2 separate regions of the Mus musculus genome follow, and region 1 is linked to region 2. Evidence: chromatin contacts called from public Hi-C data. All regions are on one chromosome and are shown on one strand. The core of a region is the stretch at or near the end of the contact, and the rest is flanking DNA. Distances in the headings are between cores, read along the strand shown. Region 1 overlaps Igf2r (insulin-like growth factor 2 receptor). Region 2 overlaps Map3k4 (mitogen-activated protein kinase kinase kinase 4).

Region 1 (2,815 bases), core at 125-2,624, 490 kb after region 2:
ACAGGCTCTGCTGTGAGGATGCAGGAAGGCAATGCTAGCACAGGGACCCACTCAAAACTTCTTGCTAGCAAGGCCCCAATTCTTTGGGGACCCAATGTGCTTCCTTTATGGCCCTGGACACAGGGAGGGCTGGCATTTTAACTGCTGAACAGTCAGCTCAGCTTGTTGGTTTGTGATGTTAATAAGGTTATCAGAGGCTACACATGCTATTTCTTCACAAAAACCACGTAGGCAGACCAGGACTTGTACTTGCAATCCCAGGCTGGTAGCCTGTGGCAGAAGGACTACTTTGAGTTCAAGGCCAACCTGGACCACCATATGACATGTCTAAAGAGTCCTGCTCTGCAAGTACTGGGATCATACCAGGGGCTCAGCAAGAAACTCCACTGGGCAAAGAGAACCTCCCAAGGCCCAATCCTGTGCAGCACAGCTGCACCTCACTTAGAAACAGTGACACACCTGGGGCATGCCATCCACGGCTTCTGAACATAATCACTTAGTCCTCACCGTCTGTCAAGGAGCACACCAACCTCCCCATTTTGGAGACTTGAAACTAGAGCGTGGGTGTAACTTGGCAGGCAGTCCCAGATCACCAAGTGACCAAACACAGCAGGAAGAGCCTTGCCATGCCCTCTGCTCCCAGCACGGACCACTTCCCACTGCATTCTGGCTGCAGAACTGTCACCAACTTCAGTACCTGAACGATAAGAAGCCCTCTGCACAAAAGCAAAGAAATCAGAACTTTCGGGCATTTTTTATTTTGTCGTTTTTCAGTCTCCTTTAAGTTCAGGCTCATCCACTTGCCTCAGCTGCCAAATGATTATCGATATGAGCCATTGTGCTTCATTCCAATTTTGGAGCTGATTTCCAATAGCTCCAAAGTCAATATGGTCGCGTCTGGGATCCAGCCCCAGCTAACTCTTGACATCTCTCCTGTCCCGTCCCATCCCATCCCGTCCTGCCCCGCCCCGCCCCGCCCCACCCCATCCTGTCCAGTCCCTGTCCATACCCCCTCCACCACCCACCCCACTTCAACCACATTGACCCTTTGGTCTCAAACAGGCACACTTAGATCCTGCAAAGACTCTTCCCCATTACATACAGTAACACACATACCCCTCATTTCCTTCCAGGCCCCCTTTAGATTCGCACCTTACAGAAGAGCCTAGGCATGGTGAGCCCTTTTGGACCCACACCCTTGTTTATTCCCAAAAGCTCCTCAATCCTCTCTCTCATTATTAAGGGATGCCAAGCCTCATGACACCACTGGCTCACCACACTTCCTCTAAAAGACCAGATACAGGAACAGATGGTGGCTTTCACTTGGGAGTAGAGAGTAGCGCGTGTGAGCTGGCGAGGTGACAGGAGGGAGCCGGAGGAGCAGTGATGACTCAGTGGGCACTGCCCTTGTCACTTCTAAGAAGCCCTCTTCTGGGTCATTTCTGGTTTGGTGGCTGTTCTATTTGCAGGCCAGGCGGAGGAGTAGGGAGTTTTTCCACACTAAACATCTGCTTTAAAATGTGCAGCTGACAGCCAGGCCTGTTAGCATAGATTGGTAAAACCAATTGCAATGGAGGCTAAGTCAGGAAGATCACAAGCTCAAGAGTTGTCTTATGGTAACTCAGGGAGACCCTGTCTCAAAGTTTTCAATAAATACATACATATATACATACATACATACATACATACATACAGATTGGAGATACAGCTCAGAGTGCTTGCCACCTATATACCAAGGCCCTAACTTCAATCCCTGGTATTGCCCCAAAAGAGAAGGGAAGAGCTGGAATTAGAACAATCTTACATTTGGTCAAAGCTCAGTGGCCATGTGGCAGCACAAACCTAAAGACTCAACCTAAAAGACCACCTTTGAAACTTACCTTGCAGGCCACTCTTCACTGGTCACATCTGTTTTTAAAATGCTAGCCAGGCCTGTTAGCACATCGCTTGGTGTTTCCTACACTTAAGACACAGCTACAATCAGTAGTCACAAATGCCTGCAGGAATCAGTAAGGCCCCAGGGAACTTGCCCTCCAGCACTAACTGAGCAAGGGAAAACTGCTAAAGGTCAGTGGCTGATCTGATGTTTCACACCCGAGGGAACAGGACAACGGGATTTTCCTCCACTGTAATGACTGTGTGTGTAGCAGTGGGTCTGTCAGAGTCCAAAATAGGACATGACACAATCTTTGGCACCTCAAAATCTTGTCAGCAATAGCCGACTTCCAGTTTTAGAGCAAGGTGAAGTGACCAAACATTTTCCCACTAACCTCTTGGGGCTATATGTACAGCAGACATTCCCAACCTCTAGGGTGCTGCCTCCACTATACACAAACAACACAGGGCTTGGTGGCTCATGCCTTTAGTTCCAGCCCTTGGGAGACAGAGGCAGGCTACGCTGATCTCTAGACATATATGCATGCACACGCGAGCGCGCATACACACACATACATACATACACACACACACACACACACACACACACACACACCACTGCCTCTTTCTACTTCCAGGAAATAGAATAAAGCAAAAACGAACGGGACCCAGCCCAATAGGGGGCACCGGCACTGGCACCTGCCCACACCCCACACCTATTGTGCCCACAAGTTCTGGTGCTAGGAAAAAGTCTTGCAATCTGCTAGCTCAGTATCTCAGAACTGAGTGTGAGGTGGGACTAGTGACCCACAAACCCACAGCTTCAAATACTTTCAGAAAGTAGAACCCTTTCTTAAACCTCATGAGCAAGCACTCACTCACTGAGGCAGAAACTCTTGGGGCACTAAGGGGTGACAAAAAGACGGTGACTTCCAACAGT
Region 2 (2,749 bases), core at 209-2,708:
TTTTTAAAGCTCTTCGGATAATGCTGATGTGTAGCCTGGCCTAGAAACCACTGGTCTATTTTTAAGTCTGGTAGCTCAGACTCCCCCAACAATCCACAACACAGTGACTCGGAGGTTACTCCTCTCTAAGCCAGTTTCCTCAGGGGTAAACTGGAGCAGTGAGCCTGTCTAGCACCTGGTGAGTCTAAGTGGCAGCTTAGTCTCCAATGCCGTGTCCACAATAAACAGCCTCTTCAGGGTTTCCTGTGTCACAGGAAAGACTGGCAGAGTGTTTAACCTTCAAAGACAAACAGTACTTTATTGGCCATTAAACATAATTACGTAATTTCTAATGCAAGAAATTAATTAAGACAGTAACCAAGCACTTTCTTGGTATTTGTGATAATATGGCAAAGGCAGTCGAGCAGTGTTAGTATCTTATATACTACACTAAAATACATGCAACCTCACTGAGGAGCCCTGGGAAAGTGGGGGGGGTGGGGGGGGGGCTAAAAGACAGGCAAAGAGGTGGTGCCACACCAGCACCACAGCAAGGGTACTGCTCCTGTTAAAGGGCGATGGACAGGTAATTAGAGACCCTGTGCACACAAAAGACACCCGCAGGCTAGCCCATAAGCAGTAACACAGCGGCAGCCATGCTCAGTCCCTGGTGGGCAGGCCAGAGGCACTGAGCTCACAGGCAGCATCTACAGAAGGGCAGGCACTGGAGACTGAGCACTGGCACGTTCAGCTGGCCTAGCCTGCTAGTGGGAAATAGTAATCAGACACACTCGGCCGCAGGAATTCAGATCATAGCAAGGTGAGAGGTACCAGAGGGTCCTGAGGTCCAGGTAGGTTCCACACAAAGGAGGAGGGAACCAGAAGATAACCGAGAAAGACCTCAGGTACACAGGGTGGACGACTGGAACGTCATCCATTTCTTCCCTCAGACATTATACTGTCCTGGCTTCAGGGGAGATCCTGCTGGCATTGTGAGTCTGCCTCACGGGCTTAAATACATGATGACCTGAGAGTCTCACACAACACTCTTTCAGACCACAGGCGATGGGGTCTGGGTGTGTCCTGTGGAGACCAGTCTGCAGCCCGAGGGAGTGACAATCACTGAATTCAAACAGGCCATTAACATGGATGCTGCTCAAGTTATTAAATAAAGACAACAGACGATTTCTAGTTTGCAATTTTTTTAAACAATAAATACAATAAAGCTTTAGGAGAAAAGTACTTTGTAAAGCACGCTTCCGAAGGTTTACTAAAGATTACTGACTGACACTGCTTAGAAGTAATTTAATCATAAGAAATAAAGATATAAAGTCAAACAAGAAAAAACAAAATATCACAAATAAATGTTACTTCTTTTCTATAAAGCCCTTCAATGAGATCAGCCAGAAACTGCAAGAGCAGAATGCATAACAGCCATGCACTCTGCCCCGTCAGCTGCACGAGCCATCTGGAGGCTTCCACTAGTGATGCAGGAGCACACAGGCCTGTGTACTGTTGGAGGGGCTGGGCTATCCCAAGTCCACTTTACTCCCAAGCCTCAAATGCCTCCAAACCATTATTAGGAAGAGACTAAAGATAAAACGACATTTTAAAAACGAACAAAAGCCCACATTGACTTACACCTGGCTTTGATGGGAGAAAAAAAAAATAACATAACAATAATCCTAAAAATATAGGAGTTTGTATGTGATACATAGATTTTACCATATGAGGATCTGTTGAGGCTACGTTAACTCTGTGGGTAGATGGGAACACACTATTACACACATCTCCCAAGACTGGGAGCAAAAGGACGAGTCAGTGGTGAGGTCAGTCACTCTGCTCTGGAAACGGGGCCCGGCTAGCGGACCTCAGAACCAGGCTCTGGACAGCTGCTCACACAGCTGCGGGTGGCACGCAGCCCTCGGGCCACCTGCTTCTGGGTGCTCAGCAGAGTGCAACCTTCCGTCCCTCTTGCCCTCTCTTCTCAGCCTGCTCTCCTCACACTCTGGGCCTCTCTCTGTCTGAAGCTCCTCTCCCCACCACTCCACTGGCTTCCATGCCAGCTTGACCCCAGCGGTGGCCTCCCCTTTCCTTCCCCAGGCAGCTGCTGGGCCTCACAGCTGGTCAGCCTTGACGTTTCCCTTTGAAACTCAAATAGAATTGTCCTCGAGTCCTTAAAAACAACTGTGGTTCTTTCCTTGAAATACTCAGTAATCAGGGTTAGGAAACCCAGGATGAGAATGTGTATGTGTACATGCACAAATGCGCATACACACATATACACAAGCACATGTATGCACTGCACACCACATATCACATGAAACGTTATGTAAGCCCGTGTGACAGACTCATAATGCTAGTGAAATATCCCCTGAGGCCAGGACAGTGTGATGTAAGAGGGAAGAAACGGATGAAGTTCGCATCTGAATGTCAGACATGTATGGCTGGCGTATATGTACACACATGCATCTCTCCACTTGCAGACGCTGCGCTCCTGAATGAAGACAAACGGTTCCTTTCACACCAAGTTACCCGTAACTTCAGACCTCCCCACCTGCCAGTGTAGCTAGTCTCTGCGGCAGGGCTCCAGTTTGAACTGTAGGAAGCCAACAGAAAAACTCTTAATTCTGCTTTTAGAAAGCTGTCTGAAGGTAGTTCTTATTAACAGCCTTTCCAACCACATCACCTCAAACCTAACATTTTACAAAAACCAACAACGAAAGCCAACCCTGTCTTCCCAGAGTGTCCTGATGGCATTCCGCCCCTG

Evidence for each region. A called contact is a pair of places that touch in the nucleus more often than the background predicts.
Region 1: a contact with region 2 is called in a Hi-C map of myocytes, with 1.8 times the contacts expected there. The contact joins two enhancer-like sites. A contact is called at or near these places in 4 of 39 promoter capture datasets (the HPC-7 cell line, embryonic stem cells, hippocampal neurons and 1 more), 2 of 484 Hi-C or Micro-C datasets (cerebral cortex and myocytes) and 2 of 115 datasets of contacts at active chromatin or transcription factors (embryonic stem cells and pancreatic cancer cells).

The regions. Positions count from the first base shown.
Region 1 is chr17:12,756,802-12,759,616 of GRCm38.p6, forward strand. The region is part of intron 1 of Igf2r (insulin-like growth factor 2 receptor); the gene reads right to left. All of the region lies in intron 1 of Airn (antisense Igf2r RNA), which reads left to right. Among named protein-coding and RNA genes, the nearest start is that of Igf2r, 11 kb to the right of the region's middle. Within about 2 kb of position 1,375, at least 116 of the 459 cell types and tissues checked have an H3K27ac peak or open chromatin away from gene starts, as enhancers often do. A contact at or near this core is called in myocytes, where this site is marked.
Region 2 is chr17:12,266,828-12,269,576 of GRCm38.p6, forward strand. All of the region lies in intron 3 of Map3k4 (mitogen-activated protein kinase kinase kinase 4), which reads right to left. It overlaps Gm46605 (a long non-coding RNA gene), which reads left to right. Exons shown (of 3, transcript XR_001782245.2): 3 at 2,466-2,749. Among named protein-coding and RNA genes, the nearest start is that of Gm46605, 3.5 kb to the left of the region's middle. Within about 2 kb of position 1,459, at least 21 of the 459 cell types and tissues checked have an H3K27ac peak or open chromatin away from gene starts, as enhancers often do. A contact at or near this core is called in myocytes, where this site is marked.